Linked DNA regions of Mus musculus: regions 1, 2, 3, 4 and 5 are each linked to region 6. A link is a contact called in public Hi-C and HiChIP or PLAC-seq data. All regions are on one chromosome and are shown on one strand. The core of a region is the stretch at or near the end of the contact, and the rest is flanking DNA. Distances in the headings are between cores, read along the strand shown.

Region 1 (4,777 bases), core at 2,090-4,589, 1.1 Mb before region 6:
CATGCATAAACCACACACACACACACACACACACACACACACACACACACAGAGCCCTGACATGACATTATGAGACAAGGAACCTCCAAAGATGCAGTCAAGCTCACTTTCTGTTGGTCATTAGGAGGCAGAAAGGCTAATGTTTAGAAACAACATGTAAGCATTTCAGAGTTCAAAAATCTAGTTCAACAACCATTGTAACAAGAATGCAAATTCAGAGCTTGCCATTCTAGACTCCATTGTTTTGTGTCTAACTGCCTCCTGCTCTCTTTCTCTCTCTCTCTCCTCTCTCTCTCTCTCTCCTCTCTCTCTCTCTCTCACACACACACACACACACACACATGCACACCCACACGCACACACACCTATCTGTTTTCACGTGTGATTCTTGATTGCTTGCATCTTGCATCATGTATTAATGTTTGCCCAATAAACAGACCGATAGAAATAAAACCTAGGTTAAGACCTGCTAATAAAAGATGTTCCTTCCATTGTTTTACTAAAGCTATGGAACCCTCACATGTTGCTGAAAGGAACTCATCTGCCTTCTGTGGCCAGCTTGATGCTTCCTCTTATCATATATCTTCCCACTTTAATTATCAAATATGAGTAACAGTTGTGCATATTAACTATTTAATCTAGACAAATGGGTCTAAGGGATGAATTAAATAAAGAATCTCTTTAATACCTAGTTGATCTCCCATTGGGTCTGCAATCTCCGTCTTTCTATATTCATTTCTCTGAAAACATCGACCCATTGAGCTGCTCATTTGTCTGTCTGCAGGGATAGGCAAGGGCTCAGTAGGAAGGCAGTAGTAATTAGAATGATGATTAGAATGACAAGGGCTTTGATCAACTGTGCTTCCATAGGAGGTGAAGTGGTTTGTCCAATATAAACTAAGGAGTGGCTGTCACTTTTGGCTGTATAAGCTCACTCTGCAGGACCATTCCTAAAGCAAACATCTGGTACCAAACCTTCCACCTTCATCCTATCCCTAATCAGATGGTCTGCTACAGTCCCCTTATTGTTGATTGATATTCCTTCCCATCTCATCTCCATAGCAGAAGCCTGGTGGTGATATCTCTTTGAGGATTCTTTACTTTCTACACCTAAAACTCAGAGCTGATAATCCTCACATCTCTGTCCCTATCATTTCATGACTGTCATTCCATCAGTCTTCATGACTGACATTTTTATAAGAATGATCTGTTATCTTCAGCACTGAAGATTTCTCTTTAAATGATTCTTCAAGTTTTTCAGACATTAGTTTGTTGAAATAGGGTTTGTTTGGCCAGTGGGGTCATTATTGATTTCTAGGGTTTTCCCTGAACTTAGGAAAAATTCTCAACTCCTTAATAAGATCTTACTCTAGAAATGAGGTCATTTTCTTACCTCTTCATTGTCTCTTCTCCGCTCCTCCTTGGCAAGATGGATGCCGAACACACTCTTAGAGTCTCTGAACTCTAGGAGAAGTTTGGATAAGTTTAGATATTATATATCTGTCTGGAAATAATCTTCTCTTTCAATCTATTGTGACTGGTTGAATCTTAAGGTTTCCGTCTACAAGGGACAAACTCTGAGAAACCTTCCTTGATGTCTAAGGGTCTAGGCTTGCTTTGTCGCTGCATCCTAGCCTACTACCTCATTGAACATTGAACATTACATTGGTAAACTAAGTCATATCTTTGTAGCCTGGCACGTGATAGTTGTTCAATGAATACTCACTGAAGAAATGACAGGCTGAGAAAAAGTGAATTGGGGAAGTAAATAGTTACTTCAAATAAAATATGTAACTTTTTGCCTTAATTATCCAACTATTTTGAACAGAAGCCTGATGTGTGTGTGTGTGTGTGTGTGTGTGTGTGTGTGTACACGCATTCGCATAAATGCACATATGTGCACACATGCCAATATTTGACATAGGATGTAAGTGAGTCCTTAGGCTTAGCTAGATAGCTCAGTCTTGTTCAGAGGCAAGAGAACTTAATGAAATTTCTGTCATTTGCAGCTCTCAAGATATTCATAGCTTTCTATTGATATATGACAAAATTTGCGGCTTAAAACAATACCTAATAATTAATTCTCACGTTTCAGCTCAGAAGTGTACTGTGTCATACATGTCTCAGTTTGCACAGAGCACCACGGTTTTGACATTGAGATGCATTCAAAAGATCCTGTCCCAAACCCATTCTGTTGGAAACATTTCATTTCATTGTAAGATCTAGTCATTATAGGACTGCTAACTAGCTCTTGTTTTCCTGCAGGTCTTCAGCTTCTGTGGACTTCTTTGTTCCTTGTTCTGTATCTATTTTCAGTTCCGAACAAGCATCAGTATGTCAGAACATGTTTTCACTCTCTGACTTTCTTTTCAGATGTCAGCTCCAGGAAACTCTGTGCTTACACAAGGTACAATTGTTTATATTGGGGTCATCTTCCCAGTATCCATGGAAATCGCTCATCAGTGGTACTTGTGTTAGTATTTGACTGCATCAGTGATAAGAAACGTTGCACAGAGGCTAGGAGTCATAGAGATATTTTAAAATCTGCCTGCTGTATTGGCACCTTACAGAAAAATGAAAACAAGTCAAAACAAATGATCAGATAAGTTACCAATTTTGGTGATAGGAGCTGGGTGGTAGGTAGGACATGTACTTTCTTTTATCATCACTGGACGGTCTGTGTTGCCAAACTTGCTATATAGTAGATTAATTAATATAAATGTGAGACAACTATTTGGTTTTTGCTTCAGAACTCATGACTCTTGATCACACAGCCTCCTATAGTGGTGGTTCTCAACCTGTGGTCGTGACCCTCACAGGGCAGATATCTTGAATGTTACATATTTTCATTATGATTCATAGCAAACTTATAGTTATGAAGTAGCAATAAAATAATTTTATAGTTGGGGATCATGAGAACACTGTAAGGAGCTGCATTAAAAGGTTGCAGCATTAGAAAGGTTGAGAATCACTGCTTCAGAGTCTTGGTCACAGTCCTTGATTCATGGCTGCCATTTTCTTCATTGATTTCCAGTTTTGTTATCATGATTAAAATAATAATTATCATTCATTGAACTTTTTCTGTAGCATGTCATAGGTATCTTAGGCTGCTTATTCTTTTAACAACTGTGATCTAATTATTAGTATGTCTAATACATCACTATGCTCATAACCATTTGGGATATGAGTATCCAATACTCTGCTTGTCTGATTCGTAAAGTTTAGTGTTAATATTATATCTGTGTCTTTGGGGAATGTGATAAACCAGGTATAGTCAGAGGGTTGTCTTGGGATGCTTAGAGTTAGTACTCACATCTCTCACTTCCGGCCTTCTCTTTCTAGCATCAGGCAGTGACTAACACCATGCCCTCCCTCCCTTATGAGAAACAGTCCTGGGGGTGAACAACACATTCCATGTCTATTTCCTCCGGCATTAGGAACTAATTGTGAACTAAGTGACCAAACCATCCTAATAGAATTGGCTTCTAAACAGCAAATTGTAAACTTGCATGAATCGGGATCATGTGTCCTCTAAGCCCCTTCCCTTTCTCTTTTAATTGAGTTTCACTCCAGCATTATCTGTTGAAGGGAACAATGGGATGCCCTGTTTTGAGAGTGAGTCAGGCCCAGCTGCTATGAAAATAATATGTTTGAGAAAATGGACTTGACATTTGATGGCCTTATGACTCTTCTGACAGGATATAATCAACTCATTAGGGAGAAACAGAAGCCCTTGTTGTACAACCACGTTATTCTGAGCATGACAGAACTCCTAAGCTGGTGGGTGAGTGTTCAAGGCACATTGGGACTTCGTCTTCTGTGGCCAGCAAGCAGTGTGGCTGCTTTTACTGTCTCTTTCTCTGGCCACTGCCCTCCAGCTGATGAAAGGGAAATGTTACTTTCTAAAGCCCACAGTTCCTTTGTTTGTTTTCTGCTGTTTCACCCCAGAAGACTGAATTTATGAAAAGAACTTGGTTTTTCAGGGATGCTCTCAGCCTTTCTTCCACTCAGACACAGCGGGGGCAGCTCTCCTGGGAGGGTGATTGGAAGCAGGAAGTAGCAGTTGGGATTCCTGATTCCAGTTCCCAGGCCCACCCCTAGTTTTCTGTGGGACTCTCAAGGGTTCATGGTAGACTCTTTGCTTAGTCTCCCACCATAAAACTTCAACCTCCACTGCTTGCTGATTTTGCCTGAGTTTTTGCCTCAGCAGGAATATGAAGGGAAGGAAAGTCAGATTTCCACATGGGAGTAATAGTCACTTTTAGGTATCACAAGCATCAGACAGATAATTCCTGGCATAGTCCTTGGCATGTCTCTTAGGCTTTTTACTAGATTTATTGCCTGGAAGTTGTGGTTCCTTTAAGTTCTCTATTTGATCATTAAATATGTACTAGACATTTTGTTTCTTAAAAATACTTTTAAGTGCAATCGTTTTAAATATCAAATCGAGTCATTACACCAATGATGATGTGTCTGTGTGTGTCAGGAATTCTGGTTTGCAACACTCATTCTTAAGAATGTTCTCAATTATTTCGATTCACTATATTGTAACTTCCACCAGAAAAAAAGACAGTGTCTCTTTCCCACCACGGAGCCTCAAGCATCTTTAACAGGGTCTTTCTCAGCCTTTCTTGCAGGTGTGAAAATGATTGAATGAAGTAATTGACTAATTTTATTTTATTTTTTAGAATTTATTTTATTACATGTGTGAGTGTTTTTTCCTCATGTATGTGTGCCATATGGATGTCTGGTGCCTGTAGAGGTCAGAAGAGGATGT
Region 2 (4,464 bases), core at 1,612-4,111, 1.0 Mb before region 6:
ATGGTAACTGTAATGGAGTCAGAGATGCTGGTTGATATCTGGATATAGGATAAAAAGATCTAACAAAAGAGGATAGAGACCAGTGGGTGGATCTGAGAAATTTTTAGGGAAAACAATTAATCACTTATCAATGACTCATTCAATATAAAAGAATGACCAAAACGTGATTAAAGATTAGGTTGGTAGTTTAAAATTTAACAACTATTGGATAATAGCATTATATATTAGCCTGAGAAAGAGCATATTTAGAGTATCGAGGTCATAACTATGATTTTATCTGACATTTATTAAATATTTACTATCTACCAATGGCTTTTATGTTTTACAGACATCTATATATTTAATTTACTAATAAGCATTAGAGTTTAGAATAGTTTATTTAGTCTTTCCATAAGCATATAGCTTGTCTCTAGTAGGACTGAAATGGCAATATAGAGGCTCTAGTTCCAAAAGCCCTTAGTGTACCCCTTCCCATACTGCAGGTCTTATTTAGAAAGGCTGAATAAAACAGGGCTCTAGAGTACAGAAACACAAGATGAGCAAGAGACATAAATTTGGAAGCCATCATATTAATCATCCTAGACTGTAAAATTTCAGTGGTTTCACAGAGCAAATGCAATTTCTTGCTCATACTAGCCATCAGGAATGCACAAACTTGTTGATTTTTAAAGGGAGTTTCCCTTTACGTATTGACTCTAGAGTTCTGAGTCTTCCAACCTTTGTGCCTACTACTTCTTGGTAACTTCTTGGCATCTCTTTTCCCTTTCTCTTTCTGCAGGTAATTGATAAACTGAAGTAGAGTAGAAGATTTTAATGCCAAGGCTAGAGGGAATATACATTACTCCTTTTTAAAATTACAGTGTACAGGACAATTCATGTGGTCCCAACTGACCACTCACATTTATGGATGGGGTAGAATGAAAATTAGGAGATCTCACTGAAACATATGTAATTATTCAAGTCCCAGAGTGAATAAATATAGAATTAGAAATGTGGCTGAGGTCAGAGAATTGACAAGATCTTTATGGTAATGATGATGATTAATAATAGCTAAAACATTTAGAGCACTTACAGTATTCCAGGCTTATATGCATACATTAATTCCTGAAATCCTTATAAAAGCCCTTTGATGTAATGGTATTATTATATCTTTTAATATAGACCAAGGAGTAAAGAGCAAGTAAATAACTCTCTTGAGGTCACAGACTTCTAAGTGGCAGAACAAGAATTTGAATGTAGGGCGTCTGCTTCCAGAGTCTGTGAGTTTAACTGATGTCATATGCTACATAATTATTAACTTCAAATACTTGAAGAATGTCACATTAATATGTAAGTATCTTTGCTATGAGTTCCCAAGGGATAGAATTATAACTAACAAATGGAATGGAAATGATGGCAGTGCTCAGCCCAGAAGAAGGAAGTGCTTTCTAAAAGGAGCTGTCTCAAAGGAAGCAAACTGCAGCCTGAGATAGTGCAATCTTCATCAGCGGAGGTGCCCAAGCATACTAAGAGAAAACCCTTGATAAGGATGCCAATCCAATCATCCAGTAGAGATCCAATCATCCAGTGAGTGCTTCAAGGAGATAACCACTATTCTTCTCGAATATTCAAGAGTTGGAAAGTTTTGCAAATACATGCTTGCCAAGATTTCCTGAGGAGTGTAAACTTTCAGAATTAGTGTCTCAAAGTAAGTTCTAAAAGCTGTATCATCCAAGAACTGGACCTGAAGCTAGCTAGAACAGTGAGTTCTCAACCTTCCGAATGCAGTGACCCTTTAAATAAAGTTCCTCATGTCGTGGTGACCCTCAAACGTAATTTTGCTACTGTTATGACTAGCAGTATAGATATTGGTCTTTGGGGGTCATGACCTACAGGTTGAGAGTCATTGAGCTGGAAGGAGAAGGCTGGGGAGGGTGTAGAATAAATAATTCCTTACCTTTGAATCTTAGCAGTTTACTTAGAAGCAAAGGCTCATGGTTGTGTATTGACAGAGGGCCACCTATAGAATTCTAACCTGGAGATGAGCCCATGATTTGTACATGGTAGAAGATCTCCATTTTGGCTCAGTAGTACTGGCTCTCTGCTCCAGAAGCCTCTGTTTCTATTTTATAAAAGTGGTTTCCCAGGTTTAAGACTTATCTGAATCAATGGGAGAGCTCAATAAACCAACTGCACCTTCTCATTCAGTGCATTGAGGCTAGAGCTTGCAAACTTTCCTACCCCAGTGCTGTTCTTGCCTCTGCTTTCACCTTTTAGGAGACTACTCTCTGGGAACCATTGCTCTAACAGGGGCTTCTGGTTCAATACCATAAGCCTTTGTTTATATGTCTAGCTTCTCCTTGCTTATCTTTGTTTTACCCCCACCTAACCCACCATGGGTTTCTTGATAAAATTTTACTGAGGAAATGCATTGAAAGAAATATTAGTTTTCTAGAAGTTCAAAGAGGGGAAAGAAATCATGGGAATCTTTCAGAAGAGAAATCCTGTGTTGTCACCTTTCACATAGCTGGAAGCATGACTCATGCAAAGACATGCCTATCTTTGCTGAAAAGCAAACACAGACACACCAGTTTTGTGTGTCCTGGAATGTGCATCAGAGACGTCTCCTTATCACCTCTTCCTCATTCTTTTTCTGTCTCTTTAAATAGATGGTCACCACCACTTCATGCAAGGAAAGTATTATTTAGAGTGTGGAATGCAATTTGCTTCTTCCCAGAGTTAGTTCCCTTCGGACTGTCTTTGGATGAACTTTGCAGTCTTCACTGAAGGGGGAACCCTTTCCCACTGTTCTCTGGGAGAGCCACGGCTTTGAAGTCACAGCTGGCTTGACTAAACTCATTTCCTCCCTCCACAATGTGCCTCTGATGCAGTGTTGGCTGAGGCTCCCCCTTGCCGGCTCCTGCTATTGAACCAGACCCAAGTGCAATGTTTAATGTGAGTGTTTGGCTTGGCTTGAATTTGGCCAAATCATCTGTACTTCGTTTCATTTGAAAGCTCTACTTTTTTTTTCCCTCCCCGTTTCTCTCTCAAATAGTTCATTCCAGATGTTTTTGATTTGTCTTTCTGTGGTCCACTCCACCCAGTTCCTAAATCAGTAAATCATTTTCATGCTTCTTCCAAAATCTAAGCAAAGAGAAGTGCTCAATTAGAAAGAGCAACTGATTATTGGTTCCTTAGGCTTCAGTGTGGCTCTTTTCTTCAGGAACTACATTTCCAAGGTAGGAGAGAATGTGACAGAACATGTAGATTCCAAATTCCTAGCATTCAGGATCAGAGAGTATGCACAATAGGGATGTGTACATAATATGAACATCCAATTTTATTGCCTAGTTCAAGGCTTGATAGCACTGTTCTTGTTTGAATGCTTTCTGTGACTCAAGTGCACATGGAGACACCCATTCTATGAGCTTATGTGTATCCTTACATGACAGAAATACTAACTAATCAAGATCCCAGCAATTTTCTCATGGTGATGGAGGCAAGGGTAAACAGATGGAGCTAAGATGCAGGGAATGGTTATTTTATTGTCATTATAAGGAGTGAGGGCCTTATGAGAAAGTCCCATATCTGACAGATTAGGGAAGCTAGAAGGAGAAAAATTGCACACATTCAGAGTTTCTCAGAGTTTAAGAATTTACAAAGAAACTCTTGGATGCAACTAGGTGATAAAGTCAGATGAAATATGGGGAAAATGCTGTAAGGTGCTGGAGAAATGGATAGGTCAGCAGTTTAGAGCACTGGCTACTCTTACAGAGGACTCAGGTTCAATTCCCAGCACCTACGTAGTAACTCACAAATGTTTGTAATTAGAATTTTGTGGATATGACTCCTGACTTCAATGAGCACCAGACATAATGTCATAATGTACTACACATGCACACACACACACACATACATCACACACACATATATCACACACACACATCACACACACAGAAAAAAATTACATACAGGCAAATCACTCATACACATAAACTAAATAAATAAGTTAAATAAATAACTACCTAAATAAGATTTCTTTAAATAGTTTTAAGAAATTTTGATGTGATGTGAATGAAATTTCTCTGACAAATTTACAAATGACTCCAGTGAAGACCTACGTGCCCTCTAAAATCTTTCCTAAAGATGATGTAAGTTCTCTTTTGAACTTGATGTTAATATGAGACTTACTGTTCAGAGTACACCAATAATAGTTTATGCTACTTATTTTATTTCATGCTTTTATTCATTTATTTACCATATGACACCAGATTATAAAAGTATGCAAATAGCTTTTAGAGGTATACATATGCTTATTTATATATTAATTTAGAAAAGAAAGTTCTAGTTATTTATAGAATAATATATTTATTTAGGATAGCAATTTTAACTTGTACGTACCATCCCTAACAATGAGTATAGTACACAATCAACTTTAGGACCACAATTAGATAGTGAAGATCATGCAAAGTGAATATAATAGTA
Region 3 (4,505 bases), core at 812-3,311, 1.2 Mb before region 6:
CACATACACACATACATATACACATTCACACACACACATAAACACAGATATCCACACATCCACACACATCCACACACACACACACACACACACACACACACACACACACACATATATATATATATGCATATACACACACACATATACACATATACATAACATGCCCACATATACATACATATACACACATACACATATATATACACATACATGCACACATATATACACACATTCACACACACATTCACAGATATGTATATATAGATACAACCTGCTCAATCTATTTAGTGTTGCTCATATATGTGCATATGTATATGTATGTGTACTCTGTGTGTGTGTGTAATGAGAGGAAATAGTTTAGGATTGAATAACCTGTTAGAGGACTCAACTGTGGAAAATGATAGCTTCTCTCAGCAGCCATTGTCTGTAGCTTTTCATCTAGGAGTGGAGCCTTGTGAGATTTACTCCATTATGCTGAAAGTCACCAGATGTTGCCATTGTTTTGATCTTGATTAGGTGACCATATTGTTGAGTTTTCTAGACTGGAGCCTCCCTGTTATGTATAAAAGACACACCCTTACAGTTTGTGTCCTGTCCCTTTGGCTCTTATTATGTTTCTACCTGCCTCTTCCCTGATGTTCCCTAAGCCTTAGGGGCTGGTGTTTATTGTAGGGTTGGGACCCCATCATTGCTCTGTCCACGTAGACCAGTCATGATATGTGTGAATAGATGTGGATTTCTGTGATGGTCTCTAGCAGTTCCAATAAAAAGCTTATTTGATGACAGTGAAAGCTACAGTTACCTGTTGGTGTAAGAGTAAGTGTTTGGAATGGAGTTAGAGGTTATAATGATTTTGAAAATTTGCAGCAGTAAGTTAGGTTGTCCTCTGGCATTCTCTTACATTTTTCACTAAAAAACAAACAAACAAACAAACAGACAAACAAACAAACAAACCATTTCTACGGGCTAAGGGTGTAGTTCTGGGACAGAGTACTTGCTGAGCATGTTTAAGGCCTGGACCCTCTCTGTCACTGCAAGAAACAAAGACCCAAATAAGCAAACAAGGCTTATTTTTGGATGATGTGTAGTTGGATGATCAAACCAAAGCAAACCAAACCACTTCCTGCTCAACTTCAAGGCAGATAAAATTCCAGCACTGAAGGGAGGAGATGGGCAGGAAGCCTTCCCTCCAGCTGAGGAGTAATGTTAATTTTTACATTTACCCCATGTGGTAACGCTTTATCATATTGTCCTATACTACTCTATGTATATAATAATAGTTTTAAATCATCAAGAAAAATGAACAATGGTGGTTTTTGTTGGTAGATAAGTTTGCAGTGCATTTTCCACAAGTATTTCCTCTGTCAGCTTTGAGAAGTGTATGCATAATTTAAAGCAGCAGCAAACTGTACCCAGAGGCCTCCTGAGACTTGCTCAGGGACTCTTGCTACTGAGTAGCAAAGTTAGACAAACCCCTGCGCTTTCTTATCTTAAATATTGTGTTCTTACATCCAGTTTCAGTCTGTGGGGGTATTTAACATGAGGTATGTTTTTTTAAAGGTTTTATAAAGTATGAAGATTGGCTTTTGTTTTCTGAGAAGCACATTTTTGCGGATGACATAACTTCTGATCCTGAAATGCAGTATTGTAATTAATGCCATCATAGTACTTTCAGTGTGCCTCTTTATGGATTTCTTATAACCTTAGGAAGTCACTATGACTAAGTGTGGGAGAACTCAAGGTCAAGGGCAGAGGATATCCTACAGCTTGGATTTAAGCCCAAACAATCTGACTCTGGTTTCCTGAACCCAGCCCAGCAAGGACACTGCCTCATTGAAGGTACAACTCTAAGTGCAAGCTGCTAAATAGAATGCCACCTAGCTATGTTCATTTATTCTCAATAAATGTGAGCTTCATTTACCTCATTCTGTTAGATAGATCTGAGAGTACACTCCTTGGATACAGTTGGGAATGCTCTGGTCTTCTACTTGTAAGCTGTGGGTAATGTGCTGTATCTTTCTTCATCACTCATAGTAACAGCTGAAAGTGGACTGAATCCAAGGCCTCTGCATCATCTTGAATTCTTCCATGAGAACTGTTCCTCACTGGTAGTTCCTGCTGCTTCTCACTGCCATAGTCCTACCCAGAAGCCTCTGTTTCATAGCACTTCCTGACCTCAGGCACAGAATAAACACAATCACACAATTTATTACCATGTAATCATTATTTACCTGGGGGGGGGGTGAATTCAGAACAATAAATTCTAAATTTCACTTCCCAAAGGTCCAAACCACTCTTCCTCATTCTTGCAAATTGTCTAATCACCTTGTATAGATCAGAACTCATATGGTTGAGGAGTAATCATTATGGACTGTGAATTATTAAATCAACAACTTTAAAAATTCCTAGAAGTTTGCTACAAAGAAACAGCATAAGAGAGAAAAAAAACCCTCCCTTTTCTTACTCAGTGTTATTTATTTGGGCTGGGAATATAGCTGAGTTATCGGAGTGACAGCCTCATGTGGCCCAATGTTTTGATCCCGAGCACTGCATACACTGGATGTGGTGGTATGTTTATCCATCTAGTTAGCAGCATGAACCTGGGAAAGCAGGGCCTAAAAATGAGTCAGACTAAAGTCTTACACAATAGCCAGCTTTATTCAGAGTGCCAGGCAATTTATACTCCGAGGGTTAAGAAGAATCACAGAAGTAAGGTGTTCAATCACAATGACAAGCCACATGTGGCAAAAACATGTTTTTCCATAGAGGCATATAAATAACCATGACTAAGGTAGACTCACTCCTATCTCCTACACCTGGGAGGAGCATAAAAACACATTCCAAGAACAATTCTGTGCTTTGAAGAAGCTTATATCACAAGACTCTTGTCTTGTATTCCTGGCATTTTCTCATGAGTATTCAGAATTCTCACATAACTCCATTCTTGGACTGCATTCTGACAGTGGTATATACATACCTATAACTTCATACTTGGGGAGTAGAGGCTGCCGTTAGAGTATCTGAAGTCCAAGGTCATTCATGACTACCTACCTAACTACTTTGAGGTCAGACTGTGCTACCTGTAACCCTGGTAATTTTATTATCAACTTTAGATGATATAGTTTAACATGACCATGGTGTGGAAACTGAGACATGCGTAAAGAAAATGACAGGCAGAGAGGAAGCTTCAGACAGGATGCATCATGCTTTAGTTGCTTTATCATTGCCAAGAATAAACGCCATGGCTGCAGGGATGAGAAGGCACTGAGAGACAGCAGCAAAAAGCGGGCTTGATTTCAAAAGGATGCCCTAGGTCCAGAACAGGGTTACTTAGGTTTTCTCAGCCTCCAGCTGGAGATTCCTTTTGGAAAGAACAGGGAATGTGGGGAACATGTGTTGTCATTCTCTACTTTCATGTCTCTGTATCCACAGCTGAAACTCTATTCATCCCACGTATTCACGACTCTTGCATCCCAATGACAAATCATTTAAGGGGAAGAAGGGCTTATTTTGACTCTTAGTTTCAGAGGAGTTGGTCTGTAGTCATCTGGTCCCAAGGACTTGGGCAGATCACTGTGATGGTAGGGACACCTGGTGCAGAGGTGTTTGTTTCACCACTGAGCAGGAAGCAGACAATAAGACAGGATGTCTACAATCTGTTACTTTAAAAATGAACACATCACATTGACATACAAAGTAATGGTTTCACCATGGCATCTACTTAAATATGTATGTATGTATGTATGTATGTATGTATGTATGTATGTTTCAGCTAGGAGTGTAAACCTGGCTCTTATTCCATTTCAATTAGAGGTATAAATGTCTCTTCCTTGGATTCATAAAGTGGTCTATATCCCATCTTTCCTTCGGAGTTTGCTCCTAGAAATTGCCTCTCAGTGCTCTCATCTCTGGAATGCTGAAAATGTATCTCTCTGCTTTCCTGTCTCTGTTCAGAGTTTTTGATATTGCACTAAAAACATCCCTTCTCCCCAATTGAGTTAGTATTTCAAGTTGGAGGCCTGTAGATTAATCTACCCCTTAGATGTGTGTGTGTGTGTGTGTGTGTGTGTGTGTGTGTGTGTGTGTGTATTAGTGCTCAATGTTAAAACACTGGAATGTTCCCATGGATATCTGGATTTCTGGCTTCTCTTGAAAAGTCAGAAGACCAGACAGATTTGGCTCATGTTCCCACACAATATCATTTGTCTAAAATACATTAGCAGATGATTGTTTTTAATGACTATATGCTGTCTACCTTGATACTGGCCTCTCCACCTATCCAAATTTCATTTCTATTACTGGCTCAGTCCCAGGAGGTAGAGAGATCTGTGTTTTCCAGTGGTCAAGAGCACAGGGAGTATGGTTCAAATCCCGGCACAGTGATTGTACTGTAGTTTTTTTTTTCTGCAATTATTGCTCCAGATATCTGTCACAGACACTCCCCTCACCCCATTCTTTCATGTCTTGTTTATTAATTCTTCTCTTCTTCCTTGTCATCGCCTCCT
Region 4 (4,410 bases), core at 1,336-3,835, 1.2 Mb after region 6:
AAAAAAAAAAACTGGATGTTTATGGATTCCTGTTAGCCTCGTAGTGATACAGTGCATACATTATAATAATCACTGTTGCAGAAAGACTATATTAAGTTGGTTCAATAGATTTAGAATAGCTAGGAGAACAGTTTTTCTCTTTATACCACCCACGCCCCATCAATAGACACACAAACATATAGATTATAGATAGATAGATAGATAGATAGATAGATAGATAGATAGATAGATGATAGAGATGGATAGATAGAAAGACACATAAATATACAGATGATAATTAATTAGATAGATATAGATTGAGATATAGAGAGATGTCTTCTTTCGTTATCTGTGTGTATATATGTGCACGTGTATGGGCATGACTGTGTGTTTGTGTGTCCATGTTGATTCAAATAAAGATATAAGGAGGCTTGAACTGAAACCAGTAAAAAAAAATATACATTCTTGTGATGTTTTAATAAAATTATCCTCATAGGCCCTCCGGGAGTGGTACTTTTTGAAGTAGGTGTGACCTTGTTGGAGGAAGTATTGTCACTCTAAATGGGCTTTGAGGTTTCAGATGCTCAAGCCAGGCCCAGGGTCACCCTCTCTTCCTGTTGCCAGCTTATCTGGATATAGAACTGTCATCACCATGTCTTCCTGACTGTCACTGTCTTAGTTAGGGTTTCTATTCCTGCACAAACATCATGACCAAGAAGCAAGTTGGGGAGGAAAGGGTTTATTCGGCTTACACTTCCATACTGCTGTTCATCACCAAGGAAGTCAGGACTGGAACTCAAGCAGGTCAGGAAGCAGGAGCTGATGCAGAGGCCATGGACAGATGTTCTTTACTGGCTTGCCCAGCCTGCTCTCTTATAGAACCAAGACTACCAGCCCAGAGATGGTCCCACCCACAAGGGGCCTTTCCCCCTTGATCACTAATTGAGAAAATGCCTTAGTGTTGAATCTCATGGAGGCATTTCCTCAACTGAAGCTCCTTTCTCTGTGATACTCCAGCTGTGTCAAGTTGACACAAAACTAGCCAGTACAGTCACCATGCTTCCTGACATACTGATAATGAGCTAAATCTCTTAACTGGGAGCTATCTTTAATAAAATGGTTCCTTATAAGAGTTGCCATGATCAGGTGCAGGGTACAATCATACCAGGCTCCTGTCAGCAAGAGCTTCTTGGCATCAGCAATAGTGTTGGGGTTTGGTGTCTGCAGATGAGATGGATCCTTAGGTTGGGTGGTCTCTGGGTAGCCTTTCCTTCCTTCAGTCTCTGCTCTACTCTTTGTCCCTGCCTTTCCTTTAGACAGAAACAATTCTGGGGTAAATTTTTTGAGATGGGTGAGCTCGATACATCAACTGGGGGTTCTGCCTATTGATTCCCCAGCATAGTTGGACACTAGAGTGGTGAGGCGTGTGTGGGAGAGTGGGTGTTCGAGCACCCTCATAAGGGCAAAGGGGAGGGAGAATGGGATGGAGTGGGTTGGCAGGGTACTGGGAAGGGGGATATCATTTGAAATGTAAACAAATCAAGTGATTAATAAAAGAAAGAAGAAAAAGAGTTGCCCTGGTCAAGGAGTTTCTTCACAGCAATAGAAAGCCTAAGAGAATTTTCAAGTAAAAATAGTTTGGGGACATTCAATACAGACTTCATTCAAGTCAGGGTACACAGAAGCCACAAGAATACTGTTTAGAATCTTGGAGACCTGGAGCAAGAGAATGGCTTCCTGTATGGATAAAGTAGGCTTACTATTGATGATTCCTTCAGTGTATAGTAAGCCTCAAATCAAGGAAAGCATGGAACACATCCCTTAACCCCAGGCTTTCCTTCTCTCTGTTTTCACAGCCGAAGCACAGCAACTAGGGAACTGATGATGCCAAGCCTGCCAAGCAATAGCACTGGATGGAGAAGGATGGCAAGTGGCTCTAGAATGGCAATGAAAAATGCAGTACCCAGGAAATGAGCATAAAAACATTCAGAAATCAATGAACTGAATAGGTTTTTGTGAATTAGAGTCCATATGAGAACATATATATAGAGAGCAAGAAAGAGAGGAAAAGATTATGAACCTGGGACTTCTAGCTGAAGTCATGAGGATCGTTGTGGTACACTTGATTTAGGAGTGGTAAACATGGGAAACTAGATTCTTAAGGAGGTGTTCATGACTCAGAAGTATGTTGATATAAGATACATGTTGATTAAAGAGCACCCCAGTGCAAATGCCAGCTGGGCAGGTGAGTGAAACAAACCATATCTCAAGGACACGTGTAGGCTCCAGAAATGCATTTGAGAGTTGTCAGCACATGCATGGTGCCTAATGAGATGATAATGGCTACTAACTAGAGGGAGTGTGTAAGAAAAATCAAGAAGACAGCCTACCTCCTGCTTCTTCGATCAGTTGAGAAGTAGCTATTACGGAAATTCGAGGAAGAAGAAAACAGAAGGAACCCTTAGGCATGCAGGATGTCAGAAAGTCCTAAGGAAAGAACATTATTGAAGGAAGGGGTGGAACAATCATGAAGAATGCACAGCTGAAGCTGTGACTCTTCAGTAAGTGGGAAAGGGAGGAGGCCTGGTTAGAATGAGCTGTCCACCAACAAAAGTGATAACGAGTTACTGTGTTCCCTCTCTCACTAAATAAAAGAAAGTTAATGCTGACACGTTATGTCAGCAGTTCGCAACCTCTGTGTCATGACACCTTTGCAGGCAAAGGATCCTTACACGGGGGTGACCTAAGACCATCACATACATTTACATTACATTACAATTCGTAGCAATAGGAAAATTACAGTTTTAAAATAGCAACAAAATAACTTTATGGTTGGGGGTCACCACCACCCGAGGAACTGTATTAATGGGTTGCTACATTAGAAAGGCTGAGAACTACTAATTTAAGTTAAACTCATGTCTACAGATATGAATGCAGGTCTTGGATTCCACGGGCCATGTCTTTTCCTCATTGCTGAGTAATTTTCCAGTTCTGTGATTCATACTGCACGGAGTGTAGTTATACAGTAACTTTCCAGTGGGCCTCTCACCCCAGGGATTTGCCATGTCTGACCTTCTCTTAGGCAAAAGATGAAGAAAATTTCTCATCCTAAGGAGGGAAAGAAAAAAAAAAAAGAACATAACCTAAATGGCAAGATATTAATCTTGAGACCATTTACAGGGAGGTGTTAAGTGGCCCCGTTGGCATTAACAGCAGTAAGCTTCGAATATCACTTGTACAGCAAGCTGCTTAGCTCTGCAGATAGCAAGTCACAGCAGGCCTTCTTGGGTTGCAAATATAGTCACTCTGTTTGCCAATTAACTCTTTCCCACATTGTGTTTTATATAACCAGCCAGGAAGCTTTTGCTTCGACAGCAGAATCTGCTGGCAAATGGTACTGTCCTGGGAATTGAAGTGATGCGACAGTAGCCACGGCAGTGGTCAAAGGGGACAGGAGAAATCATGGAGAAACAGTCATTAGTGAGCCAGAGCCTCCTGAGGCTTGCTTTTCTCTGGAATAAGTGTCCATATCCTCTCAGCTTCCAATCAGGCAGGGTAATGGACAAGACATTGCTCCTTTATCTTGAGAAAATGTAGCATGTCCAAGTTATTATAAACAAGCTACAAGGAGATTCTGTGATTTCCCAACTACACTGTCTGCTGTCCTTTTGTGCATCTTGCTGTTTTTTAAAACAGATTTCAGGAGGAGCAGGTGGCTGGATCTGTGTCCTGACCCCTTAGTATGTGACACGAAGGCTCCATGACTTCCTGCTTCTTGTCCCTTCAGCCGAACTTGGCAGGACTGACCAGCCCTCCTCATAAACGACTGAGTCTGTCTCTTCCATTCTTCCCTCATTATGATTTCTCACTCTTCTGGGAAGGTCCCTCCCCCTTTCTTCAACTAAACATGTTGATGGGCTTCTCCAGACCTCTTAACTTGTTAGTTTAATTCTTCACTTAGAAGATGCTGTGTAAGTTATCATCACAAGCAAGTTAGCTGTTTCTTGAGGAGATGGGGTCTAACCAGAAGAAACATATCACCAGGGTGATAAGTCACCAGAACGGGTACACTTTTGGTTCTGATCCTTGCCTTCCCCATCTCTTTGACTCTCTCTCTGTGTCTATCTCTATCTCTCTCCATCTGATTCCAATCAGGCACTAAACACAGCTGCATTGCTAGGAGCCATGTCTGGTACACTGTGACATTTATTTGGTGTTTGAAGACTACAGATTCATCTATTCGGTACTCAACTTGAGAGAGACAGAGACAGAAAGAAATAGGGAGGCAAGGAGCAGGACCAAGAGTATATAAACCCTGGTGACTTGTTTCTTCTGATTAGACCCTATCTCCTCAAGATATTTCTGCTGCTCAGATTCAAATAGGTACTTACTGTAGTAGCAATAAAATGAAATTGTTGAGATTATTTGTTT
Region 5 (4,516 bases), core at 1,884-4,383, 1.0 Mb before region 6:
GATATCTATAATATAGATATCTTATAGAAAGGTGCCTAGTCTAATTGCCATCAGGGAGGCATAGCTTAGCAGATGAGAAAGAACATAAACAGAGACCCACAGCCAAACACTGGCAAAGCCAGGGGTGTCCCTGAAGAAGATGGGGAGGGAGGATTCTAGAAGGCAGAGGGGTTAAGGATACCACAAGAATATAACCCACAAAATCAACTAAGCAGGGCTCATAGGGGCTCACAGAGACTGAAAAGGCAGTCATGGACCCTGCATGGGTATGATCTAGGTCTTCTCCATATACCTTATGGTTGTATACCTTGGTGTGCTTGTGGGACTCCTAACAATGGGAGTGGAGGATGTCTCTGACTCTTTTGCCTTTGCTTGGGACACTTTCTCTCCTACTGGGTGGTCTTATCCAGCCTTGATATGAGAGTTTGTGCTTAGTCTTATTGTAAGTTGTTAGGCCATGCCTGGTTGATATCTCTGGTGTCTCTGGGAGGACTGGTTGTTTTTGTTTTTGTTTTAAAAAATAGAGTGAGAATGGATCTAGGGGAGAGGGGAGGTATGGGGTACTGGGAGGAGTGGAAATAGGAGAAATTGCAGTTGGAATATCATATATATATATATATATATATATATATATGTATGTATATATAGTAAAAATTCTGAAAATTTAAATGATATTTTTAATAATTGATTAAGATGAGTATTGATACAGCACTGATGAATATAATTTTACCTTCTTGTAGCATATATAACATAGTTTTTTAACTTTTGTAAGATAAATTGAATACATTAAATTTGGAAGCAATGTGTATACAATAAAGATTAAATAATGCCATTTTCAACTAAAAGATGAAGTATTGCTTCTCTCATTAAGAACCAATATCATCCATTTTTAAGTTGTAGGCTTTGATAGCATCCTTTATTTCTGTCTGTATTCAGTTCTAACATTCAATTACGTATCAATTCTCTTCTCCAAGTTTATAAGAATCTTTAAAACACTATTTCTGTAATTCATTGCCACTTTTCATTCTCTCTTTGTTTTGTGTATGTTTATGTGTGTGCTGGAACATAAACACATGCGTGCACATGCATGTGGAGGCCACAGGACAACTGTAGGTTATTCAGAGACAGAAAGAAAAACTCAGGGTAGGGTCATGAATCCGAAATCACATTCAGCTTCCTGAGTTAGTATGAAGACCTGGCTTGGCACGTATACAATGTAACTTGATCATATTCTGTTTCTCACTTCCCCTTATTACTTTTTCAAGTTTGTGAAAGCTGCTAGTCTGCTTCCACCATCTTAATCCCAGGGATTAAAATCAGGTCATTAACTTTGGCAGCAGACACAGTGACCTGAGTCATTTTGCCATCCCCAGGAATCACACTGTTAGGTGATGCATTGTGTACTTGCCTTTGTTCCTCATTGTGTCTTCTGTGAGTAAAGTGTGATCCTGATATTTGTTGGTGATTTATGAGACGTTAGGCAAGCTTAACTGGTCCTAAGAGGCCAGGGAGCAGAGATATGATATACAGGAATTTTTCTGTTCTTCTTGATAAGTTCATTGCAATCCTATGTAGGAATAGAGGCAAAAATGCCAGAGTAAGTTTGGTTTATTGCTCAGTGTTAGTAGTAATAGTTTGGTCATTGTCTCCACTGAGGCTAGTCAGACGATTACCTCCCCAATGTCTGGCCTTGACTGCATATTTAATTATCTTTTCTTATTGTGAAATCCTGCAAGACATAAGAATTAGCTAGTCATAGTCTGTACTAGCCTGTTAACCTCATTTTATGAAATGTAAGGACAGAACTGAATGCAGCAGCCCTTGAGGAAACTCACCCAGTGAAACCAATCTTATACCCTCTGGTCAGTGCCTAAACAAATGTGTGTGTCTATGGTCTTTGAATCAACCAACTGTCCTGAGAGAGGATTCTTATTACACAAACACCTATTGCTTTTACTAACTATCCTATCAACCCCAGGCATTAGTTGGGCTTCTTTTTTGCATAAACTATTATTATTATTATTATTATTATTATTATTATTATTATTTATTATTTATTATTTAAAATCCAGCTGTTGTCCTTCCTGTCCCCCCTTCCATAATTCCTCATCTCATCTCATTCCTCCTTCTCCTATCTCCAAGAGAAGATGCACCCCCCCCCCCAGGCCTTCTCCTTCCCTGGCCCTCAAGTCTCTTAAGGATTAGGTACCTCTTTTCCCATTGAGGCCAGACCCTGCAGTCTTCTGCTATATATTCATCTGGGTCCTTGGGACCAGCTCATGCATGCTGCCTGGTTAGCGGCTCAGTGTCTGGGAGCTCCCAGGGATCTGGGTTAGTTGAGATTGCTGGTCGTCCTATGGTGTTGCCCTCCTCTTCAGCTTCTTCCATCCTTCCCCTAATTCAACCATAGGGGTTCCCGACTTCAGTCCAACGGTTGGGTGTAAGCATTTGTGTCTGACTCAGTCCGCTGCTGGTTGGGCCTCACAGAGGACAGTCTTGTTAGGCTCTTGTCTATAAGCACATCATAGGATCAGTAATAGTGTCAGACTTTGGTGTCTCCTGACCAATGAGAGTTTATGGTCCATTATCATATACAAATATAGGAACCGTAAACTTGATGATACTTGGTACTGTTCTGCATTAAGAACTCAGCTGGATAATGTGGATTGTTGTAAGTGACTCAATGCAAAAATCAAACATACTACAAAATGGTATGTTTTGTGTAATGCTTGTGTAATCTTTTTAGTTAAGGCTGATAAAAATAGGTTAGCATTAAATCAAGGACCATTTGCCCTCCCAGAGGCACTGAATAAAATTTAGTGTGCCTAGTCCAGAGCTAGGCATGGATTCTATGGGTGTTGGCGTCATCGGCAAGGGGATACTGCTGTGTCTCCGTTTAATCTTTTAGTTAAACATAGCTCTTTGGTGACAAGAGCTCCCATTTCCTTGTAGAAGATAAAGATATCTTTCTACTCATAGTTCCCTACTGGAAGGACATAGAGCTTTAATCTTCTCATGGGAATCTCAGAATGTCAGTCAGAGACTGTTCTACCCAGTCAGTTCAGAGGAAGGAGAATGTCTTCCCACATCACTTGCTGACTATTTCCCAGAGGATACATGCAGTTATTTCAGTGAGTCATGGAAATCCCAGGAGGCATCATACATTTCTCAGTCTTGTGCTTCCCTTTAATATTCTGCTCTGTCCAGAGAGAATTAAGGTGGAGAGTGGAGGAGTAATGAGAATTTAAAAGGAGGGGAATGTTCTGGAACAAAAAAACATCAGTGGAAAAAGGCCAAGCCATGAAGTCACCAGTATTATGCAACTATGCGGCCTTGGGTAAATCATCTAGCTGCACTGAGCCTTGATTTCTTTATCAGTCCATTTCTGTATTCATGGAAATTTAGCCCAGTTCTTTTATTCTTTCCTCAGTATAAGGAAAAGTAAAGTTTAATAAAAATGCATAGTACTATTTTATATATTTTGTACTTATTTTGGAAAGTATAAAAGGCAGTTCACACAATTGTGCTTATGTTATGGGACAGAAGAATCAAATAACTGCATGTGTATTACCTACCAATGGGAAGGATCATACAACTGCACCTGTATTGCCCATAAGTGGGAAGGATTGCCTAACTGCATCTGTATGATCTATAAATGGGGAGGACCACATGACTATGTCTATAAGGTCTACAGATAAGAAGGACACTCTTTCTTGGTTAAACTCATTATACTCTTTCTTCTGGATAATACATGCCAATGGACAAGCGTTTATCCATTTTATGTATGTATAAATAGCAGGGTTTCTTATCACTGGCATTATTGGCATTTAATCAGTACATGTCTTTTGTATGGGGACTATTCTGGGCAATGTTAGGTATTTAGCAATGACTTGGATTTCTATCCAGTTGATGCTAGAAGCAACAAACCCAACTGAGTTGTGAAACTGAAAGCACTGAAAGTGATCTTTTTGGTTGAAAATATAACACAGGTGGCTATGTTAGAATAATCCTACCAGAAATTAACTACAAATATATTAAATCCATTTGTTTGTTGATTGGGATATTTCTGGAACAGTGACTTACAGGTAAACTACGCAATACCAAGGTTCATGTTAGACACAAGCTAGGGCATTTCAGCATAAGACCAGCTGCTTACAACATGAGGCTGTACACATCTATAAGATAATTAAGAACATACTGGAATGAGAAGAGAACTTAAGTCTGGCTTAAGGAGAGGGTGATTTTGGAAGAATTCTCTGAGGACCACAAGAAGGATCCCAGAAGTAATCACTTATTTGAATTTTCCCAGCTTTGCACATTTCCTAAACAATCAATCACTTGTTTATATTACTGCATATTTTTAAAAAATCTGATAATCTGCTTATTTTTCCAGTTCTGCTTTGGGTGGGATAAGCTTTCTGAGTTTGGAAATTGGTAGAGATACTGTTTTAAAAGCACTGAAGTAAGAAAGTCACATGCTATACCAATGACTAAAACACACAGTTTCTGGCCTCCA
Region 6 (4,760 bases), core at 146-2,645:
TGCTGCTGTATGAATAGGGTAGGAGCCACACCTGAGTTTGGATTCTTGCTCAACATGTAGTGACTCTCTGTGTGTGTGTGTGTGTGTGTGTGTGTGTGTGAGAGAGAGAGAGAGAGAGAGAGAGAGAGACAGAGAGAGAGACAGAGAGAGAGACAGACAGACAGACAGACAGACAATCAGAAAGGCTGATGATATAATGGTATATTTGGGAAACTATTTAAGAACACATAGAGGCCTACAACCCTGAAAGGACATCTGTTTCAATCCCCTTACTTTATAGTTGAGAATATCAACACTATGTAAGAACAAGGGCACAAGAACTCCCTGCCTGAACTCCTCAGGGAGAGATTGACACCAGTAGGACCCCTGGTTTCTGATACCCACTTAGCTCCTTGCTTTTTCTGAGATTTCATTCCATGTCACAGGCAGGCTTTCGACTGCCCTTCCTCAAATCAAAGGAAATATCTGTTCCCCACCAAGCAGATTCTTGTGAAAGAAATCTTGTGAAAGCACCTCTCATCTGTTTTCCCTCTATCTGTGCATTGATGGAGGTCAAGTGAAGGTCAGGGAATGCCCCGATGACTGGACTTCTGGGTCTCCACACCCAAGAATGCAGCCAAGCTTCAAATAAATCAGACTGCGAGCAAGAATTCAGACGGGCTCCCCCAAGTTCCAGGCTTCCTTTTCCTGGTAGAAGTCATCAGCTGTCTTGTTGCTAGGAGACCAGTGGAGGTGGAAAGTAAAATAGCCATAGTTTTCTAACTTATCTGAAAATGCAGTTTGTCTTTGCTCCCTTGGGGGTTCAGCTTCCTTAAGAGCAGGCTATCACAGCCAGGCAGAGAGAGACCTTTCTTCCTTCCTTCCTCTCTTTCTTTCTTTCTTTCTTTCTTTCTTTCTTTCTTTCTTTCTTTCTTTCTTTCTTTCATGAAATGGATAGAGCTTTTCCTGGGCATAGAGTGTCATACAGCAGAGACCAGGGAGCTGCCAATTACTGATGCAATGTTTGGGAAAGAGTTGCTGAGCACACATGACTCAACAAAATATGACAATTTGCGTCCCTATCTCTTGGAAAGTTGTACTTATCAGAACCAATAAGAGCGGTGCGGTCAGTAAGCACACGGAGCTGTATTTATCATGAGGGAATTGAGTAGGAATTAAAGCCCCGAGGATTGTGAGTGGAGGAGATGATTTGAGTCACTATCTGTCCGGGACTTTCCTTTTCGGTGGCATTCCAATAGCACAGACCTCACCCTGGCAAACCATAGCATTGCTCAATATTAAAAACATTTGCCTGGAATGCAGGACATGTGAACTCAGACACCCCCTACAGCTTCACAGTGTGATCCCAGCATGCTGCATTCACTGTAAACACCACGGCTTTCAGGAGAACAAGGACAGTGCCCAGAGGTGACACAAACCACAGGCAGAGAGTGTGGCAACAAGAACCTTCCCAGCCTTCGCACAGCACTTAACACCACCCCACTGATGACCCTGGCAGAGATGGAAAGGGATCCCATGGGAGGAAACCAGTGCATTCTTTTACCCTTAGAAGAAAGTAAGAATGGAAACTGATTTCCTCTTTCTCTGGTGGTGTGCTTGGTTGTCTGAAGCAGAAAAGTATAACTGAAAGGAAGGAAGCAAGGAAGCAAGGAAGCAAGGAAGCAAGGAAGGAAGGAAGGAAGGAAGGGAGGAAGAGAGAGAGAGAGAGAGAGAGAGAGAGAGAGAGAGAGAGAGAGAGAGAGAGAAGAAAAGAAAAGAAAAGAAAAGAAAAGAAAAGAAAAGAAAAGAAAAGAAAAGAAAAGAAAAGAAAAGAAACGAAAAGAAAAGAAAAGAGAAAAGAGAAGGAAGGGAAGAAGGGAGAAAACAAGGAAGGAGGGAGAGAGGGAAGTAAGGGGCCACACAATTTACTCCCAACAAACGTTAGGAGAGTAAATAATGAGGTCATCAAACTCCCCATCCTTTTCTTGTCTAGGGATCCTCCCAGTTCAGCTGAGACAAAGTAGCAACCCTTGTTAAACTTGCTAAACTGTGAGTGAGAATATAACTCTGCATACTCTAAAGCCTATTTAATCTGTGCAGTGTCTGCCAGAGCTCAGGGGTTTGCCAGTGCAGGGCTAAAGGCAGACACAACATTTCTGACTGACTACAGCAGGTCACTGCCCACCCTGCCCCCACCACCACTTTCAAAGTCAGAAGAGAAACTCTCCTCACACACTGCTGACTGCTCAGGCCAGCTGTCAAAGACGATGTCCACTCTTTCACACAGGACAGCAATTAGCCAAAATCATCCCAAATTGCTGCCACTGAAAATCTCTAATTGCCCATCGGGGTTTGTGGTTTTGTCTACAAAGAGAGTCATACAGAAGGGGCAACTAAAGGGCTGTGCAATGAGGGTTTCTAGGCAAGCTTAAGCATGCGTCTTCCGAAGCAGAGGGTCAAGCTCAGGAAGACGAAAGACATAGAATGTAAAGGTGACCTTTATAGTCTCAAACTCTGGAGGAAGTAGAGAAGCATGAGGTCAGAAGACAGGCTCATAATCCCACTGACATTGGCAGATCCCAGCACAGTGTTGGTTGTAGACTATGTGACATAGTCACTATATTTAAGGAAGAATCAAAATGTGGCGTCAACAGAAGAAGTGTCACTTCTGGAGTTCACTCATACCCATCATATATGACCTTGGGTAAGTCAAGGCTTCCTCCTGGGACGATCTTGTCCTTCTTCTTAGATTTTCCATGTTGGGTTCCTCCCGTGTGAAATGCCTCTCCAGCATTTCCTAGGAAACTGTTATCCCCACTATTCTGCTTTGCTCCTGGTGATGGGATCACCAAAGAAACTCAGAGGAGGATGGTAGTATTCCAGCTTTCACTTCTAGGCCAGTGAACCAGTCAAGGCAGCAGGAACTTCTAAGCAGCTAGTCAAGGGCAGGAAGGGAATGAATACATGTATGATTGGTCAACTCAACTTCTCCGCTGCTAAACAGGCCTGGAACTAAAGCCAAGAAACGGTGCCATCTGCATGATTAGGCCCTAGGTTAATGTTGAGAGTCCTTCTTGATCACTCTCCACCTTATCTTTTGAGACAGAGTCTCTCAGTTGAGCCCATATCTGCCCTATGTGTGCTTACATGGATGTACTAAAATCTGTTCACCCAACTGTAGTATCTTGAAGCTCAGAAAACAAAGTTCAGGCTGCAGGGAAAGTTCAGGCTTGTAAACTGCTTGCCACGTGAATTCAAAGAGCTGAGTTCAAATCCCCAGAACCCAAGTAAAAAGCTGAGTGTTTGAACGTGTATATGTAATCTCAGTGCTACTATGACAAGATAGGCAATGGAAATCCAAGAAAGTCAAGACTCTCATGGGCCAGTGAGGCTGCCATACTTAGCCCAAAGGGAAATTAAGTAAGATGTTACAAGGTTGTCCTCCGACTTCTACATGTGCATTACAGCAAGTGTGCAATAGACACACCCATGCCTCATACAAAGAAAGATGGAAAGAAGGAGAAGGGAGGAAGTGGGGAATGAGGAAGAGGGAGGGGGAGGAGAAGAAAATGAAACTCAAAGAATGTATTAAGCCACAAGTGAAAAAGCAAAGATGAGACCCCAGATCTACCAGATCTGCCAGCTCTTATATCTGTTCTCTGCTTTCTGTCCTCACATCACCATCCCCTGTCTTCTAGCTTCCCCTAGGATCCCAGGATGATGGTATTCTCCCTGGACTAGCCTTTCTGCTTACCCACTATCTCATTAGCACCAGCACCTCTATCCAGATGAGGAGCAAGAGACAAATGCTAAGTCCATGCCTGAGCCTCTACAGTGTTAAATAGATGTGACTGGTAGCTCCTCACTACCATATCATGAAGCTTATTCTTGTACTTCCTCATAATCAATGGTATGATTTGAATGTTCTTCCACCTGCTATCTCAATAATTAGTTCACTCAAAAAAAAAAAAGAGCTAACAAATATAAAACAAAAAACAACTAGAGGATAGAAGACACGTGCTAGTATGAAAATTCTGGGGTTTTAGTGAAACTGTGCCCAGAATGAGTCAGCAGGGAGATGTAGATGACAGGAGAGACTCTGTGTCAGCCATCATCAATGAACTAGTGCACCAAGAATGGTAAAAGCTATTGGAGGTCCAGAGAAATATCTTTGACTCTCTGCCTCTTCACTTACAGAGTGCAGACAATGATAGAGAAGATGTATACAGACTGCTCAGAGGAGTACCATGCATACAGCTAGCATCCCCAACACAAAGCCAGTCATCACTCTCCCAAGAAGATAAAGGAGCAAACACCATCATGGTTCTTGTGTTACAAATAATGAAACTCAGGTGTCAAAAGACAGACACAAGCCAGACCAGTTTGATTCTGAAGTCCATTTCCATAACCACTAAGTTATACTTCCTCCCCTTATAGAGAATTTAGAACAAGAAAAGCCCCCATATTCTCATGACCCCAAGATAAACACTTTTACCCTTCTTCACACTTTCAGATTTTCTTCCATATATAAATGAAGACTGTGACATTCCGATCTGCCCCCTGCTCTTTACATCTGTCATTCTTCCCTTGTTCTCTGTTTGGGATTCAGTTCCACAGCCATCCTGATATCATTTGCTCATGTGAACATGGTGTGATCTAAAGGTTGGACATATTACATTTCCCACAGTTGTAACTGGCAACACACCGAACATCCTTATTCTTGAATCTTTGGCCTCAGCTATGGTTGGTTAAGGAAATGAAGGGTTGCCACTGATCCTAAG

The links. A called contact is a pair of places that touch in the nucleus more often than the background predicts. HiChIP or PLAC-seq counts read pairs in DNA pulled down with a chosen protein or histone mark.
Region 1: a contact with region 6 is called in a Hi-C map of muscle stem cells, with 2.6 times the contacts expected there. The contact joins two enhancer-like sites. A contact is called at or near these places in 4 of 484 Hi-C or Micro-C datasets (the N1E-115 cell line, adipose-derived mesenchymal stem cells and muscle stem cells) and 3 of 115 datasets of contacts at active chromatin or transcription factors (the NIH/3T3 cell line, embryonic fibroblasts and pancreatic cancer cells).
Region 2: an H3K27ac HiChIP or PLAC-seq map of embryonic fibroblasts shows a contact between it and region 6, with 18 times the contacts expected there. The contact joins two enhancer-like sites. A contact is called at or near these places in 8 of 484 Hi-C or Micro-C datasets (the AML12 cell line, adipose-derived mesenchymal stem cells and embryonic fibroblasts) and 3 of 115 datasets of contacts at active chromatin or transcription factors (the NIH/3T3 cell line, embryonic fibroblasts and pancreatic cancer cells).
Region 3: a Hi-C map of Sertoli cells shows a contact between it and region 6, with 9 times the contacts expected there. The contact joins two enhancer-like sites. A contact is called at or near these places in 2 of 484 Hi-C or Micro-C datasets (Sertoli cells and embryonic fibroblasts) and 2 of 115 datasets of contacts at active chromatin or transcription factors (the NIH/3T3 cell line and embryonic fibroblasts).
Region 4: a Hi-C map of embryonic fibroblasts shows a contact between it and region 6, with 3 times the contacts expected there. The contact joins two enhancer-like sites. A contact is called at or near these places in 1 of 15 datasets of contacts at CTCF or cohesin (large pre-B cells), 5 of 484 Hi-C or Micro-C datasets (adipose-derived mesenchymal stem cells, cortical neurons, embryonic fibroblasts and 1 more), 2 of 115 datasets of contacts at active chromatin or transcription factors (astrocytes and embryonic fibroblasts) and 3 of 9 other capture datasets (embryonic stem cells, embryonic tail and embryonic trunk).
Region 5: a Hi-C map of Sertoli cells shows a contact between it and region 6, with 7 times the contacts expected there. The contact joins two enhancer-like sites. A contact is called at or near these places in 2 of 484 Hi-C or Micro-C datasets (Sertoli cells and embryonic fibroblasts) and 1 of 115 datasets of contacts at active chromatin or transcription factors (embryonic fibroblasts).

The regions. Positions count from the first base shown.
Region 1 is chr15:63,399,458-63,404,234 of GRCm38.p6, reverse strand. No RefSeq gene overlaps it. Among named protein-coding and RNA genes, the nearest start is that of Gm41335, 45 kb to the right of the region's middle. Within about 2 kb of position 3,339, at least 29 of the 459 cell types and tissues checked have an H3K27ac peak or open chromatin away from gene starts, as enhancers often do. A contact at or near this core is called in the N1E-115 cell line, the NIH/3T3 cell line, muscle stem cells and 1 more, where this site is marked.
Region 2 is chr15:63,338,963-63,343,426 of GRCm38.p6, reverse strand. No RefSeq gene overlaps it. Among named protein-coding and RNA genes, the nearest start is that of Gm41335, 16 kb to the left of the region's middle. Within about 2 kb of position 2,861, at least 70 of the 459 cell types and tissues checked have an H3K27ac peak or open chromatin away from gene starts, as enhancers often do. A contact at or near this core is called in the NIH/3T3 cell line, embryonic fibroblasts and pancreatic cancer cells, where this site is marked.
Region 3 is chr15:63,556,132-63,560,636 of GRCm38.p6, reverse strand. No RefSeq gene overlaps it. Among named protein-coding and RNA genes, the nearest start is that of Gm25702, 77 kb to the right of the region's middle. Within about 2 kb of position 2,061, at least 20 of the 459 cell types and tissues checked have an H3K27ac peak or open chromatin away from gene starts, as enhancers often do. A contact at or near this core is called in the NIH/3T3 cell line and Sertoli cells, where this site is marked.
Region 4 is chr15:61,164,111-61,168,520 of GRCm38.p6, reverse strand. It overlaps Gm38563 (a long non-coding RNA gene), which reads right to left. Exons shown (of 3, transcript XR_875374.2): 3 at 1,558-3,087. Among named protein-coding and RNA genes, the nearest start is that of Gm38563, 9.2 kb to the right of the region's middle. Within about 2 kb of position 2,585, at least 18 of the 459 cell types and tissues checked have an H3K27ac peak or open chromatin away from gene starts, as enhancers often do. A contact at or near this core is called in embryonic fibroblasts and pancreatic cancer cells, where this site is marked.
Region 5 is chr15:63,363,373-63,367,888 of GRCm38.p6, reverse strand. No RefSeq gene overlaps it. Among named protein-coding and RNA genes, the nearest start is that of Gm41335, 8.6 kb to the right of the region's middle. Within about 2 kb of position 3,133, at least 33 of the 459 cell types and tissues checked have an H3K27ac peak or open chromatin away from gene starts, as enhancers often do. A contact at or near this core is called in Sertoli cells, where this site is marked.
Region 6 is chr15:62,325,061-62,329,820 of GRCm38.p6, reverse strand. No RefSeq gene overlaps it. Among named protein-coding and RNA genes, the nearest start is that of Pvt1, 290 kb to the right of the region's middle. Within about 2 kb of position 1,395, at least 150 of the 459 cell types and tissues checked have an H3K27ac peak or open chromatin away from gene starts, as enhancers often do. A contact at or near this core is called in the N1E-115 cell line, the NIH/3T3 cell line, Sertoli cells and 3 more, where this site is marked.